Regions from separate parts of the Sus scrofa genome. Here regions 1 and 3 are each linked to region 2. A link is a contact called in public promoter capture Hi-C data. All regions are on one chromosome and are shown on one strand. Each heading gives the region's core, a stretch centred on a gene start, on an enhancer-like site or on the middle of the called end of the contact. The rest is flanking DNA. Distances are from core to core; before and after follow the strand shown. Region 1 holds the start of ZNF614 (zinc finger protein 614). Region 2 holds the start of LOC102158906 (protein ZNF738-like). Region 3 holds the start of ZNF432 (zinc finger protein 432).

What was found. Promoter capture Hi-C pulls out the DNA fragments that hold promoters and counts their contacts.
Region 1: a contact with region 2 is called in a promoter capture Hi-C map of fetal skeletal muscle, with 4 times the contacts expected there. The contact joins the promoter of ZNF614 here to the promoter of LOC102158906 in region 2. A contact is called at or near these places in 2 of 5 promoter capture datasets (fetal liver and fetal skeletal muscle) and 1 of 47 Hi-C or Micro-C datasets (embryonic fibroblasts).
Region 3: a contact with region 2 is called in a promoter capture Hi-C map of liver, with 5 times the contacts expected there. The contact joins the promoter of ZNF432 here to the promoter of LOC102158906 in region 2. A contact is called at or near these places in 2 of 5 promoter capture datasets (fetal liver and liver) and 1 of 47 Hi-C or Micro-C datasets (embryonic fibroblasts).

What each region holds. Positions count from the first base shown.
Region 1 is chr6:58,133,235-58,136,245 of Sscrofa11.1, reverse strand. It overlaps ZNF614 (zinc finger protein 614), which reads left to right and starts at 1,303. Exons shown (of 3, transcript XM_021097260.1): 1 at 1,303-1,689.
Region 2 is chr6:57,127,916-57,130,703 of Sscrofa11.1, reverse strand. It overlaps LOC102158906 (protein ZNF738-like), which reads left to right and starts at 1,429. Exons shown (of 8, transcript XR_002345350.1): 1 at 1,429-1,573.
Region 3 is chr6:58,151,252-58,153,975 of Sscrofa11.1, reverse strand. ZNF432 (zinc finger protein 432) reads left to right here and starts at 1,285. Exons shown (of 5, transcript XM_021094922.1): 1 at 1,285-1,412.

The DNA.
Region 1 (3,011 bases), core at 54-2,553, 1.0 Mb before region 2:
GGGAGCATATTTTAATATTTAATCCAGTTTAAAGTGGTGAGTTCTGCTTTTAGCAAAAAAAAAAAAAAAAAAAAAAAAAAAAATCCCATATAGTGTTGTGGCACTATTCAATCCCCAGCTCTGTGCTGAGTAATTCATTCCTTTAAAAAATGTTTTTATTTTATTTTTTATTTTTGTCTTTTGTCTTTTTAGGGTCTCACCCTCGGCATATGGCGGTTCACAGGCTAGGGGTCTAATAAGAGTTGTAGCCACCAGCCTACACCACAGCCACAGCAATGCCAGATCCTTAACCCATTGAACAAGGCCAGGGATCAAACCTCATGGTTCCTAGTTGGATTTGTTTCCGCTGCACCACAATGGGAACTCCTAAAAATGTTTTGGATCCAGCTGGATGCAGCTCGGATCCAGTGTTGCTGTGTTTGTGGGTTAGCCCTCATATGCATCTCGGATTCGACCCCTAGCCTGGGAACTTCCATATGCCGATGTTCAGCTCTTAAAAAAAAAAAAAATAAAATGTTTTTTGAGCATTATTTTGCCAGGCTCTGCTTTTGTCTCTGGAGAGACTTCAGTGAACAAACAAGCAAAGTCATGGGCTTCATGGAACGTAAAGTCTCGTGAAGCCTCCTGAGTAAAACAGGAGAATGTCAGTTCTGAAAAATGCTATGGAGAAATTTTAAGCCTAGTATATGGGCTGTAATGGAGGAGCTTCATTTATTTTTGGAAGGAAACCCAGACATACACTTGCACCTTCACTTCATCACCCTGCCCACTAGAGGTTGCTCTGTATCCACTCCCATGTGGGTATTAGCATTTTTATCCAACTCTGCCTGGGCTTCGCCTTTTCTTTTTTCTTCTTCTTCTTTTTTTTTTTTTTTTTTTTTTTTTTTTGCTACACCCATGTGGCCTGCGGAAGTTCCCAGGCCAGGGATCGAACCTGCGCCACAGCAGCGACCTGAGCCACAGCAGTGATACCAGATCCTTAACCTGCTGAGCCACAACAGGAACTCAGCCTTCACCTCTTCAGTGGCTGTCTTGCTTCCTTCCCAAAGACCTTACCCACTCCACACACAACTGCTCTCTCCCCAAACCTAAGATTTTTAGTGACCACTGCTTTTATCAACTCTGCGGCCGCTGCCTTTCCAGTGATGTCTCGGCTTCTACCTTTTAAAATCTTTCCAGGTCTCCTAGGATCTGAGCCCTTTTCTGCCGTACAGACATGAGTCTTGTTCCAAGATGGCCGCGCCCATGGTACTCCATAGCGCTTCCGATCTGAAGTACACAAAGGGCGTCGCCATCTTTCTTGGTTCCCCAGCAGGCTGAACGAGCCATGTTGGCCTTGGAGAGGCATCTGCCTCCGAAATCTTACATTTAGTACATCACTGCTGACTGTCCCTCGCAACCAGGAGGTGAAAGCTTTGAGGCGGTCAGGAACGATTTCTCCCCACAGCCGTGATGGCCCCGCCCATCCAAACGTCAATGTGGGCGGGGCCGTGTTACGTCACAGAGCGGAGCCCGCAGTTGGAACTCGGAAACCCCGGCAACGCGCCAAGGTTCTCGTGGGATTCCCCGGTCCCAGGTGGTCAGCGTCTCTAGGGACCGCAAAGGAGGGCGTCCGGACAGAAAGTGGTTTTCTGGTCGTGGGCTCAGCCTTTCGTCGCTCCCAGTGGTACCTGAAGAGGTTGAGATTAGGTGAGTTGGATTCTGGGCTTGGATTCGTGGTCTGTGGGGTTCTATGAAGCTGAGCGTGTGTAAAAGACCGTAGTTTGGATTTTATTTAGATTCAGCCCCTGAGCGTTTGTGATGGAGCCTTTAGTAATCAGTGATTAAGAGTCTGAAGAAATCGTCGGCCGAGAGTCCGATTGGCACTATTTGAGGTCTACTTGGATCACTCTGCTTAAGAGACTCAGTGGTTGAAAAAGCGGTGGAAAGTTTGAACGCGGTGTCTGGTCTGGGTTCCAGATGTAACGTGGGACTCTGTTGAAGTCCGGGTTAGCGGGATGTCCTTGTTGGTTTCTTGGGCATGTCTGGAGTTTAATGTGGCATTTAATATAGGACTCAGTCAAGAGACTTGTGCCTGGCGCGCTCACTATTTGGGGAGGTTCAGGGCCCCCTGGAGAATCTGTAGGCTGGCTTAGGATCAGACTTTGAATGCGGGGAAACAGGCTTGAGGGCTGCATTTCTCCAGTTCATTCAAATACAATTCTCTCCTTCAAGTCTGCCCTCAAGGACTTGACTAAAAATTTTTTTTCTCTCTCACACTGCCGCGTTCAGCGCTGCAGGGCAACGGGGAAATCCTGGACTGTGGGGTCTAACAAAACACACGAGACTCTTTTACAGAAAGAAAGTGGGGGACCAGGAGGCCCTCCGTTCCACAGAACAGAGGCGCCTAGGCTTTAGTCCTCATGACTTGTATTAGGGAAGGTGACGTAGGTTCCTGAGCAAAATCAGGTGCAGGCAATGACAAAGCCATCTCTGAGTGAATAACAGAGGAAACGACTAGCAGCTAGTGACAGGTGCATCCCTCCAGGGCATCGTGCAGCTGCTCCTGGTTCATGTATGACTCCCTTATCTTGCGTTTGAAGGAGACCCTGTACCTGAGAACTCTGCGTCAGCAGTCCTTAGCTTGCTGTGCTTTTGCATGTGCGCCAAGTTTGCCTTCTGCAGAGTTCAGCAGTTCCGTGGTCTCCAACAAACAGCTCTGTAAGAAACTGCTGAACTGTCTTCCAAAGTGGCTGTACCGTTTTGCCATCGGCAATATGTTAGAGGGCCTATTGCTTCATATCCTCTGCAGCATTCGGTGTTTCCGTTTTTGAGTTTTGGCTATTCTAATAGATGGGCAGTGGTATCTCATTGTTCTAATTTGTAATTCCCTTATTACGTATGATGTGAAACATCTTTTCACATGCTTACTTGCTTTCCATGTATCTTCCTTGGTAAGGTGTCAGTTCAGGTCTTTTGGTCATTTTTCAATTGGGTTGTGTGTGTTTTTTTTTTTTCCTTAATTTTTTTTA
Region 2 (2,788 bases), core at 180-2,679:
ATAGAAAACCTACAACAAATAAACCAGGGAGATCATAGAATATAAATATTTAAAAAACAGCGTTTGTAGGTACAAAACCCAATCATTTACAAGTTACAGTGCAGAGAACTATAATTAGAAAAGCATAACCTGAAATGAAATAAACCAATTGTGAGTAAATCTAATAAAAACTTGTAAAACTTATGTGAGAAAAACTATAAACATTCCTGAAATATATGCAATATGTATAAACAAATGGAAAACCACATCATATCCTGGGTAAAAAAACCCTCAACATTATGATGAGGTCAGTTTTCAAAGCTAATTTATAAACTTAATCTGTTCCTGATATAGGCACTCAATTTTGTGTGTGTTTTGTTGTTGTTTGGTTGTGCCTAAGGCACGTGGAATTTCCTGGGCTCGGGATGGAACCAAGCGCCACAGCAGCGGTTCCGGCCACAGCGGTGACAATGCCACTGCTTAACCCACTGTGCCACAAGGGAACTCCGACACTCAGTTTCTGAAGCCTGCAATGTTACAGAAAAATCATACAGAATAAAGAAAAAGAACAGCCACAAGAGAAGAGGGCGCGGCTATCCGTAGGAGACATTTCTGATTGAGAGAGATCAGTGACATTAAAAATTGAGAAACATACCATAGTGCATATGAGAAGTTAATAAGCAGCAAAACCTACAGCAGAGATGTTGGTATTTGGGAAATGGAAATTCCTATCACAATGACAATAAATGGTCTTATTCGTCATATACTGTGACGAGATACAGGTCAAAGGGTAAAGAAAAATTAAAATGTTTGCATTATTTAATAGCGGTATTCTCAAAAGCCTGACTGTAGTCAATTGCTTGCTCGTGTCTCCAAAGGAGTTCCTCAGACAATGACAGGTTTGGGGTTGAAAGTTTTCCCAGTGATTTCTTATGCCTCCAAGTGTATGGGGAACAGAAGGGAAAGTTATGTTCTGAAGAAAAGGAGTATAACATTGCAAATTCCGCACAGAAACAATTTTGCACTTCCTGCCACGCTCGGATTTCCATCAGCCACTCTAAAATTGAGGCTTTCGCTTCATTAAATAAGGAGCCACAACTGCCCCGTGTCTCAGAAATTCCCGGATCCAGCCCCGCCCCCCAACTTCGTGCCGCGCCCCCAGGTCCCAGCGGTCCCCCTGGTCGCAGCCTCGCGGCTCCGAGCATCCGCGTCTTCTCCGCTCGGTGTTTTCAGCCAAACCGTTCTCAACTCTCCGGTTCCAACATTAGTGGCCCGCGCGTCTCTAATTCTGCACATGGCCTGGTTCTAAAGGACACGAGACCCATTCACAGGATCCAAAGCAGAGAAGCAGAGCCTCTCCGAGAGAAAAAGGCCAGACCTGCCGCCCACCAGCAACCTCGCTGCCCCGCCCTGCCAACGACCCAGACGCGCCCCTGGCGGCCCTGCCCTGGTGCGCACGCGCGGGTCGCTTAGACCCGGAAGCGGTTCCTGAGAAACGACGGGCGCACGGGGGCGTGTGCGTCTCGGAATTTTGGTTCGTTACCGCGCTATGCGCAGGCCCTGCTTCTCCACACCCAGCTTGCGGGGTCTCTCGGTAAGTTATATTCCCTGAAGGCGCCGGCGCTTAGGTTCCTCCCTTTTCGGCTCTCGCGGCGACGCCGGAAGACTTCGTGTGTCGGGAGTCTGGGTCTGACGCTGGTAAAAATCACTCCCGCGCAGGCCGGCCCCGGTGTTCTGCCTTCGGTCCGTATAGAAACTCACCTCGGGCGGCCTGTTTGCTTCTGGACCCTTTCTCAAACCTTTGTCTGACTGCCGATTCAGCAGCCCCCACCCCCACCCCTCCGCCCAGTTCCACCCTGTAACGACCTCACTCGGGAGATGCGTAAGCGCCCGACTTCTCCTTCCAGGGAGAGCAGAGAGGGATACAGAGGTAGATATATATGCAGTGAGTGAGACGTCAGAACCTGTGGGGAGAAACAGCGACAGGGATGGAAACAGATTGGGACCACACAGTCTGCTGGAGGAGGAGGACTAGAGAGGGAGGGAGACAGAATGAAGAGTAGAAACAAAGGAGAGAAGCAGAAGGACCCAGAGAGACGTATATAGAGAACCAAGCACATAATGGTGGGGAGAGGGGGGAACCCAAATCCAGGGTCATCAGTATCGAGTTGATTAAATCTGGAGAATTAAGCTGTGACGAACTAACTAGGGTCTCTGTAAGCTAATTTATTTAAAATTTGTTTACTTCTTACAAGTACGCAGAAGAGAATGACCGTTGCAACAGTCGGTATTTGAGAGATCTCCATTTTCGAATAATTGCTTCAGATGATGACTTCATTTGCAACCCAAATGCCTCTGGAGGGCGGAGACTTAGCTCAGTCTGTTCCAGGTCATTCTCTTCCCTTCCAAGAAATGGGGGAAGAATTTCTGTCATCAGATAATGCAACTGATTGGTTATCACGTATGTAGCTGCTTGTTGTGGGATCTCAGTTCCCAAACCAGGGATTGAACCTCAGGTTGAGCAGTCAGTCCTAACCACTAGTCCACAGGGGAGCTCCCCCACATGGTGCTTTTTAAAACCGCCTTTATTTTTTAAAATATATTTTATGGAAGTATTGTTGATTTACAGTGTTGTGTTAATTTCTGCTGTACTGCAAAATGATTCAGCTATACATACATATACATTTTTGAAAGAAATAGTCTTTTCCATTATTTTCTTTTTTTAGGGCAGCATCCATGGCAAATGGAGGTTCCCAGGCTAGGGGTCGAATTGGAGCTGTAGCCACTGGCCTACTGCCACAGCCACAGC
Region 3 (2,724 bases), core at 36-2,535, 1.0 Mb before region 2:
AGAGGAAGAGAATATGAGGGGGAGCAGGGCTAGAAATGGTTAGTAGGCTTGTAAATGTCTGGCAAAGACTTCTTGATGATGTGAAGACGACGCATGGGGACTGTGAGAAAACTAGCTCTCTGAGGTCATTTTTTGCACAGGACTGTTCGTATTAGTGCCATCTGCAGTATTCAAAAAACTGGAAACCACTCAAAGGTCCACCAGCTGGTGAATGATTCATCTCATTTTGGAGTATCCAACACTGGGATACTAAGCAACAAAAAAGTCTGAACCACTGTCGCTTTAAAGCTGATGCTTTTTAAAAACATTCCTGCTATGTGAAAGAAGCCAGCACATATTGCTCATTTTATTTTTATTTATTTTCATTTCCCTGTCCCCCGGGGATTTGGAGTCCGAGAGCCAGGGATCAGATCCCAGCCACTGTTGCATCTTAAGCTGCAGTTGTGGACAAACCTGTGTCCCCGCACTCCCAAGAGGTGGCCAGTCCCCATGCGGCACAGCAGGAGCTGCACATACTACTAATTTTATGGAAAGAACGCAGACTGATCTATAATGGCACAAGGCAGTTCAGTGCTAGAAGGTAGCATGTTTTGCATTTGGGCAGGGTGAGGACCAAGGTTGAGTAAAGGCTCACAACGTCCACTGTTTCTGCTCACTTTGTGATCGCTGCATCCCCCGTACTATCACTTTTTCAAACCTCGGGTCTTCCCCTCACACTTTCGCCCGCCAGTTCGCAGCAAGCATTTGCTCTGCGGTACGGACAATTTCCTCCAAGATGGCCGCGCCCATGATGCTCCAGTTTAACGGCGCAAACCGTAAAGGACACACTGCGCCACCGTCTTTTTTTTTTTTTTTTTTTTTGTCGCGTATACGATAGTTTTTATAGAGCCTTCTTTTTCGAAATTAACCAGTGATGGAGATGTCCAGAGGTAGTTTTAATTTTTGACCGAGCAGAGACGTCCCAGCCGTCTGAGGATGTACGCCGCGCCCTTTTGGTCGTGGTGGGCTTCGGTCTTAGAAAAATTTGCGCCCTTCACAGTCCCCTTACAGCTAGCAACACCTGTCCATTCAAACGACTCTACCCCCACGTCATGTTTGTATTGTGTGAACTCGAGCCTCTGATAATCTCCCCGTTTTCCGTGAAGGGCTGAAGTGCCGGGAAACTGGAGAGTTCCAGCCACGGCCCCTGACAGTCTGGCTCGGCTTTCTGTACGTCAGGTGTGCAAAGATGGCGGCCCCCTCAGGGCTCCTAAGCAACGGCGGCGGCGCGCGTATATTACCTCATAAAGAAAAGCCGGAAACTCCCAATCCGTTCACCATAGAAACGCGATAGAAACGCTGTTGACCCGTGTCCGTTGGTCTCGGGAGAGGGGGCTGGGCGAGAGGACCAGAAGTGAAAGAAGTTTAGCGAAGTAAGTTAGGCCCGGAAGAGGTCGCTGCAGGTTCAGGAGAGAACCAGGTCGGTGTGAGGGTCGGTCTGTAGAATAGGCGGGGACGGGGACGGTCTGTTGGCCTTTCGGTGGGTTGTGGCTCTTCTGAGTCCGTGAAGGTAGCTTGGGGATGGTGGTTTTTTGGCTTTGGTTTTTTGGGGTTTTTCGTTTTTTTGGAAAGGAACAGGGAAGAGTCTGTGCTGGATGTTGTGATCGGGGCGTCTTTGGGGTCCATCAAAGGGGACTCTGGTGGTTAACGATTAAACGTCTGAACAGATGAAGCTGTCCTGAGGTCAGCGTTCAGGGTCTTCACGGGCCACTCTCCCTGCAGGTGACTGACACCTGGTTGGAGGGGCGGGGGGCGCTTGTCGAATGATTGCGGCTTCTTGTTCAGGGTCTCGAAGAATTTGGAGCCCGAAGGTCGAAGAACCGTTAAGGAGGTCCGCGTGCGCGTGTATCAGGTCTGGTTTGGTCTTAATCCGGTGGGGCGGTTATCACCGTCTTTTGTGCCGAGAGGTGGGACAGCAGAAGGTCTGGAGGCTGGGGAGTCCTGGTAGGTGCGTACGTTGAGCTCAGACTTTGGCAGCTGGGACAGACTTGAAGGTTAGTTAACATTTCTTAAAAGCTTCAGGTCCAAGTCTCTTTCTTCACCAGCACCCATTTTTCTCCTCCCTTTTGGCTCCCTCTATCACCCATTCTTTTGAATCCAAAGAAATGAAGAAAGTTTGGGGGAAGATGAACGATTTTGCATATTTAAATATAGTAAGCTTTTAAATTAGATTTCTATTGTAAATTGACTGATTTCATTTCAGCTTCTATATGCGAATATATAAAGGCTGCTGTTTTCCCAGTGCGTGTGTGTGTGTGTGGTGTGTGTGTGTGTGTACACACATATTTGTCTTTTTAGGGCCGCAACCTTGGCATATGGAGGTTCCCAGGCTAGGGGTCAAATTGGAGCTGTAGCTGCCCACCTACACCACAGCTCACAGCAATGCCAGGTCCTTAACCCACTAAGCAAGGCCAGAGATCAAACCTGCAACCTCATGGTTCCTAGTCAGATTTGTTTCCACTGTGCTACAATGAGAACTCCTCTTTGTGTGTGTGTGTGTGTGTGTGTGTGAGTGATCGTGGTTCTCATATTGAAGTGTGCATATAAACAGGGTGTACGAGCATTTTTTTAAAGGAGGTATGAGAGCAACAAAGTTTAAAGGAAAAATTTATACTTCCTCATTGCCCTTATGACCTCATTTCTATAATTTTTCTGAAAATTACCTGCCACTGAAATATGGTGCTA